Linked DNA regions of Pan troglodytes: region 2 is linked to region 1. A link is a contact called in public Hi-C data. All regions are on one chromosome and are shown on one strand. The core of a region is the stretch at or near the end of the contact, and the rest is flanking DNA. Distances in the headings are between cores, read along the strand shown.

Evidence for each region. A called contact is a pair of places that touch in the nucleus more often than the background predicts.
Region 2: a contact with region 1 is called in a Hi-C map of induced pluripotent stem cells, with 1.8 times the contacts expected there. The contact joins two enhancer-like sites. A contact is called at or near these places in 3 of 7 Hi-C or Micro-C datasets (induced pluripotent stem cells and stem cell-derived neural progenitor cells).

What each region holds. Positions count from the first base shown.
Region 1 is chr16:91,221,484-91,225,073 of NHGRI_mPanTro3-v2.0_pri, forward strand. No RefSeq gene overlaps it. Among named protein-coding and RNA genes, the nearest start is that of MEF2A, 160 kb to the right of the region's middle. Within about 2 kb of position 1,813, at least 6 of the 24 cell types and tissues checked have an H3K27ac peak or open chromatin away from gene starts, as enhancers often do. A contact at or near this core is called in induced pluripotent stem cells, where this site is marked.
Region 2 is chr16:91,524,502-91,528,091 of NHGRI_mPanTro3-v2.0_pri, forward strand. It overlaps MEF2A (myocyte enhancer factor 2A), which reads left to right. Exons shown (of 11, transcript XM_016927526.4): 10 at 1-86; 11 at 1,715-3,590. The coding sequence ends at 2,084. Among named protein-coding and RNA genes, the nearest start is that of LYSMD4, 21 kb to the right of the region's middle. Within about 2 kb of position 1,935, at least 9 of the 24 cell types and tissues checked have an H3K27ac peak or open chromatin away from gene starts, as enhancers often do. A contact at or near this core is called in induced pluripotent stem cells, where this site is marked.

The DNA of each region.
Region 1 (3,590 bases), core at 563-3,062:
GATACCCTGCCCAAATTGGTTGCCATTGCCTCTTTGCTGTGCTGGGACCTTGGGCAACACAAGGGCTGAGGGTGATGAGCTGAAAGCTGCTGCTTCCAGCCTTCGGGCAGGTAGGGCTCAGACAGAGGAGCTGGTGGATTCTGCCCAGGGTCTCCACCAAGACCTTTTGATGGCTGCTCCCCAAGACCTGCCCTGGGCCTCACGTGCCTGAAAGGTTTTATCTGCCTTGGAAACCTGCATGTATTAAGTAACAGCTACTTTACTGTCCCATTTTTCTTGATAATCAAAGCACGTGTATCTTTGCACACAGCCTCAGGTCAGGCTGGAGGGTCTCTGGGTTGTCATAAATCCCACCTAAGGCAGGTGTGCTGGGCCTGCGGCATGGGCACGTGTCTGCCTCCATGGGGTGCTCCCCGGACCCTGCTTCCCATTTGCAGACCTCTCGAGCCCTGGACTCCGATTCAGAAGGGCTGGGCTTTGAGGACCTAGCCCTGCAGCCAGAGAACCACAGAAGCTGCTGAGGGAGCGTTGAGACTTCCTGTAGGCTGATGAGGCTGACTCTGGAGGTGACGGTCCCCAGGTCCTAGTCACTGGCACCACCACATTCTGCTGCCCCTGAAGTCCAGAGCCACCTTTGCCCTGGAGGGGGCACAGCTTTGCAGCTAGATGGCATGTGTTTGCCCCCAGCCCTGCCATGCCCCTCAGCCTCTCTAAGCCTCATTTCCTGATCTTATAAAGGGAGACGACGAAGAGATTCTCCTCGGATTTTTTTAAGGAATAATATAATGAAATGTGCCTGGTATATGACAAGGCCTCAAAAGGAAACCTTCTCCCCATTCCCCGCCATCCCCCAAACTCTGCCCACTCCCTCCTGCCCACTCCCTCCCTCTCTTGGGTGTGGCTCAGTATTTATCTTCACTCCCTGGAGCTGAGTTGGCTGGAGGGAGAGGGGTGCTATAGGAAAGCCCTCCTCCTGTCCCCAGAGAGATAGCATTCCCAAGGGGCTGATTCCAGCCTCCGCTCACATCACACTCCTGCCAAGCCTGCGGCCTCCTTTTTTCTCCTTATGGCTCGAAGCCCAGTTTTGGAGACATTTGGCTCCGATGCACTTCTAAGTGCTGAGACAAGTTACTTGGATGCCTTTAAACCCAAAACAAGGTCAGACATCAAACCACATCTCGCTGTGCAGCCAGGCTTCCACTCCCAGCTGCCCCAGGGAGGTGGTGGAAAGAATAAACAATATTAATGGTGGAGCTAATATTGTGCCCACCCAGCCTCCAGGCCCTTCACCAGCTGCAGCCGCTCTTGCTGATGGTAGTCTGGGGTCTCTCTTTATTTTCTATATGTTTGCACTCGTAAATGTTGCGCATCTTATATAGTATGGTTTTGTGGGCATTGCACGGATAATATTGTTCTTCAACTGTGCTTTCACTTACTTAGCATTGCTGAGATGAGGCCCTGTGGATAAGTTTTGTGCATGGTTCCCCTGAGCTCCTGGCTGCCGCCTGTCCTCCCCAGAAATGGCCAGCATTTGCTGACTCTGAGGCAGTGTCTGGCCAAGGAGTGCCTTTCCTTCCAGAGCACAACACGATCACTTTAATGATAATGTCACTTAAAGATATAAAAAAACAAGGCACATTTGCCTGATTTGAAGCTGAGAGCATATTCTGTATGCTGGTTTAGGGCTGCAGAAAAGTTTTTGGTGCCAGTGACACATACACAGCACTGTGTCCTGATCTGGGTCATGGTGACGGCCGTGGCACCCTGAAAAGCACCTAGCACCTAATACTGGCAAGGGGTAGAGGGAGCTCCAGAGCCAGGGCTGGGCTGGAGATTGCTGCTCTTCCTGCTCCTCCCGTGTCCCCAGCTGCCAGAGGGAAGCTGCTGCCTTCCTGTTTAAAGGCATCTTAAATCTGTGCTCATCAAAAGCATCACCCAGGGCCGGGCATGGTGGCTGACGCCTGTAATCCCAGCACTTTGAGGGGCCGAGGCCAGCGAATCACCCAAGGTCAGGAGTTCAAGACCAGCCTGGCCAACATGGTGAAACCCCGTCTTTACTAAAAATACAAAAAAATTAGCCAGGCATGGTGGCGGGCGTCTGTAATCCCAGCTACTCAGGAGGCTGAGGCAGGAGAATTGCTTGAACCCAGGAGGCGGAGGTTGCAGTGAGCTGAAATCACACCACTGCACCCCAGCCTGGGTGACACGAGTGAGACTGTGTCTTAAAAAAAAAAAAAAAAAAAAGGCATCACCCAGAACATGGGCCTGATGGGCACCCTGGATGCCACCCCAGCAGCCACCTGGTGAGTGGGGCCCCACTTAATGGGAGGCCTTCTAGAACAGCTCTATTGTAAATGCCCCCTCTGCAAGCTGTAGGTTATGGGCAGGGGACCTCGGTGCCTGCCTGGTGCTGTGTGAGAGGCTGCTGTGCCCATCAGGAACAGAGGTGGGCTGGATGTCAGCCTCCAGTGCCCATAACACATCCCTTTCTTCACCTGGGGCTGTTTGTCTGAGATGTGAGTCAAACCTACCCTCAGATGGCTTCATAAATATAAAATTGACAGAGTGGCCTGGTGCAGTCACTGCTCACACCTATAATTCCAGCACTTTGGGAGGCTGAGGCGGGTGGATCACTTGAGGCCAGGAGTTTGAGACCAGCCTGACCAATATGGTGAAACCCCATCTCTACTAGAAAGAAAATAGAAAAATTAGCCTGGTGCGGTGGCACATGCCTGTAATCCTAGCTATTTGGGAGGCTGAGGCAAGAGAATTGCTTGAACCTGGGAGGCGGAGGTTGCAGGGAGCTGAGATCGCACCACTGCACTCCAGGATGGGTGACAGAATGAGACTCTGTCTCAAAAAAAAAAAATTAAATAAATAAAAAAAACAAATAAAATAAACCAAAGCTATGGTTTCCCAAGGGTCTCTGAAGACCTAGTCAACCTTGGGGAGGTGGCCCACAACAGAGGGGTTCCATCTCCAGCCATCACCACTCTGCATCAGGTAAGGTGCCAAGTGCAGGCCAGCCAGGATGCATCCTAAAGGAAGGATCCATGTTAGGACACAGCCACCAGTCAGCCTAGCTGCCCAGCCCTAAGGCAAAGGCCCACAGAGTTTGATTTTCTGGTGTTTGACTAATGTCCTCTCGTTTTAGAGCTCGGGTTCCTCTGCTGTTGTCCACCAGCTCCCTCCCCTCTCCCCAGGCCTGCCCCAAGCATCCCTGGGCCAGGGCTGAGCCTGACTGGCCAAGCAGCATCCCACTGTCTTGGGCACTGTGATTGGTGGAGGAATCCAGGCTTGAGCCAGTCAGCACAGGCATTACCCTGGGCCCCAGAGTTGCAGCTCCAGTGGCTTCGAGGTGGGCGTGTGACCTAGTTTGAGACAGTGAGATGTGAAAATGGTTCCTTGCTCTTCAGAGTGAGCCAAGGAAAGAAACACCTCCCTTGTCTCTGGACATCTGGGCGGGTTTGAGGCCTGGGACAGCTGCCACCATTTTGCCACCATGAAGGAAGCCAGACTGAGGATGAAGCTGACACAGTTAATTCGGGGAGACAGAGAATCACTGAGAAATGGGGCCACAGCCCCTGGAT
Region 2 (3,590 bases), core at 685-3,184, 300 kb after region 1:
TTCAACTCGCCAGGAATGCTGTCGCTGGGACAGGTGTCGGCCTGGCAGCAGCACCACCTAGGACAAGCAGCCCTCAGCTCTCTTGTGTGAGTAATTAGAAGTTTTCCCTGCATCTTTACTCCTGGCCTACACACTCTCTTTTCCTATCAGTGACAGCCTTTTGCTCTGTTGAGTTTCGTGTGAGGAATCCTGTAATGATTCCTTTTCAGGTAGATACAAGTGTCGGGAGAAAATATTTTCTTACATGGCTCTAGACAGTAGCTTGGATACTGACAAACTAGGCATTCCTTGAAGGGATTTGGGGAGCAAGGCTTCTCCCATAGGGACATCCTGAGGTAGAGAGACTCAACCAGGATCTGAAGGGGTCTGAAGGCACAGATACCACCCACATGCACCATCCTTCTGCCCTCTGACCAGTGATGAAGCTGCCTGCTGCACCCCTGCCCCCAAGCACCTGCCTCTGGCTGCACTGCTTGAAAGGCAGCCTGTAGGCATTCAGGACCCCCTGCCACCCTTGCCATTGACTGCTTCGGTGAGTATCTGTAGACAAGAATAGGAAGACAAGCTGGACCTGTTGCTTTCTCCCTGGGCCACAGGGAAGGAAAACTGGGGACAGGGTGTCTTATATATCAGTCAGGCTCCATAGGATTTGTGTGACTGATCCCAGCCCAATGCACACACCAAACCTCATTCACAAAGAGAACGTTCCCTATGGGCAGGCTGTAAGGATATAAGCAAAGAGAATTTACAGTGGCGCCCAGATGAGGCCAGACATCCCTGACAGCAGGGAGAAAGAACAGGGCTTTTGTGGAACCAGGATGACAGCAGACCCATGGAGCAGTTGGAGGAGAGTGTCCCAAGAGAGGGGACAACATAGCAGACCCAGCTGGCCTCCATGAAGACTGGCTGCCTTGCCTGTGCTCTGGGCAGTAGGAATACCCCAGGCCCCTAGCCTCTGCCCAGGAAGTCCCCAGAGAGCCTGAGCTCAGCAGTCCCTTTCCCTCATCCATTCTGAAGTAACTGCACAGTGAGGATGGTTGTCAGTGGTCTTCTTAGGAATTATGTCATGGAAAAAGCAGCAGAGTATCTCAGGGAAATTTGCCTACACAGGATTTGGCCCTCAGGCCTATCCTGAGCATCCTAAATGAATGCACTAGAAATGGTCCTGGAAAAGCAAGTGGAAAGGGCTCAGAGCCCAGGCCTGGGGAACAGCCTGCTTGCATCCTCCTCTACTGCTCTCAGCCAGCTCCTCATTTCCTCCTCTGGAAAATGGGGTGGTATGACTTGCACCTTCGAGGTGTTGCGAGGATGAGCGATGTTGTGCCCTGTCACAGGGCCAGAGCAGTTGGGGAGCAGATGCTGAGGAAGAAGAGGCAGTGAGCAGATGAGGCTGCTGTTCCTCTGTCTTTCTGGTCCCTGCACAGCATTAAGACACTGACATTGTTTCGTATACTTTAGCTGCAAAAGTACCAACGTTGTGGGTAACAGAACCAAGTAACGTAAGGGCTCAACGGTACTGTTTTCTTTCCTCCTAGGAAGATGGGATTTCCTTTTGTGCCAAGCACTGAAGGAAACGACCCAAACCAGTCTTGGGGAACTCTGATAAGATTTCAGACTCTGGGCCCTTTTCCATCAGGCAGTGTCTCTACTGTATCATCCCAGTTTTGCAGAGGTACTTGCAAGCCATCTGACCTCTCTCTTTTTTTTCCTTCAGTGCTGGAGGGCAGTTATCTCAGGGTTCCAATTTATCCATTAATACCAACCAAAACATCAACATCAAGTCCGAACCGATTTCACCTCCTCGGGATCGTATGACCCCATCGGGCTTCCAGCAGCAGCAGCAGCAGCAGCCGCCGCCGCCACCGCAGCCCCAGCCACAACCCCCGCAGCCCCAGCCCCGACAGGAAATGGGGCGCTCCCCTGTGGACAGTCTGAGCAGCTCTAGTAGCTCCTATGATGGCAGTGATCGGGAGGATCCACGGGGCGACTTCCATTCTCCAATTGTGCTTGGCCGACCCCCAAACACTGAGGACAGAGAAAGCCCTTCTGTAAAGCGAATGAGAATGGACGCGTGGGTGACCTAAGGCTTCCAAGCTGATGTTTGTACTTTTGTGTTACTGCAGTGACCTGCCCTACATATCTAAATCGGTAAATAAGGACATGAGTTAAATATATTTATATGTACATACATATATATATATCCCTTTACATATATATGTATGTGGGTGTGAGTGTGTGTGTATGTGTGGGTGTGTGTTACATACACAGAATCAGGCACTTACCTGCAAACTCCTTGTAGGTCTGCAGATGTGTGTCCCATGGCAGACAAAGCACCCTGTAGGCACAGACAAGTCTGGCACTTCCTTGGACTACTTGTTTCATAAAGATAACCAGTTTTTGCAGAGAAACGTGTACCCATATATAATTCTCCCACACTAGCTTGCAGAAACCTAGAGGGCCCCCTACTTGTTTTATTTAACTGTGCGGTGACTGTAGTTACTTAAGAGAAAATGCTTTGTAGAACAGAGCAGTGGAAAAGCAGGAACCAAGAAAGCAATACTGTACATAAAATGTCATTTATATTTTCCAACCTGGCATGGGTGTCTGTTGCAAAGGGTTGCATGGGAAAGGGCTGTTGATATTAAAAACAAACAAAACAAAAAAGCCCCACACATAACTGTTTTGCACGTGCAAAAATGTATTGGGTCAAGAAGTGATCTTTAGCTAATAAAGAAAGAGAATAGAAAACACGCATGAGATATTCAGAAAATACTAGCCTAGAAATATAGAGCATTAACAAAGTAAAATTAATATATTAAGTTATAATTGGAATATGTCAGAAGTTTCTTTTTACATTCATATCTTAAAAATTAAAGAAACTGATTTTAGCTCATGTATATTTTATATGAAAGAAAACACCCTTATGAATTGATGACTATATATAAAATTATATTCACTACTTTTGAACACATTCTGCTATGAATTATTTATATAAGCCAAAGCTATATGTTGTAACTTTTTTTTAGAGAATAGCTTTATCTTGGTTTAACTCTTTAGTTTTATTTTAAGAGGGGAAAACAAAAATATCTTGCAAGCAGAACCTTGGAAAAAAAAAGCCATGAACACTTATTCTAAATGTAAATTAAAAGTTGAGCCAAACTCTTTGTGTATATAGCATCTTAAATATATTATCACCTTTGATGTAAGTACCTATGTATTGTATGGTCACCAGATTAAAAAGTATATTTTTGTGGATTGCCGCCAATTTGGGGGGAAAAGGCGAGGTCCTTTATTAAGTATTCACTGTTTAATATTTACTATTTTGTTAAATATACTGTACTTTGGATTTTAATTATTAGCCCAGTTTTTTCAGAGGATTGTATAAAGGGGTTTCTCCCCTCACTGGTGGTGAATGTGTGATGTTACATTGTAATCTTTGTGCCGTATGGGTTGAGCATCATTATATATTTTGTATGTGTACATAAATAGCAAAGTGGCAAAAAAAATTGGTGTTAAGTTCATCCTGCATAAGTATAAAATGTGTTGTAACAGATTTTATAAGGCATTATTTAAAACTTGCCTTTTGTGAG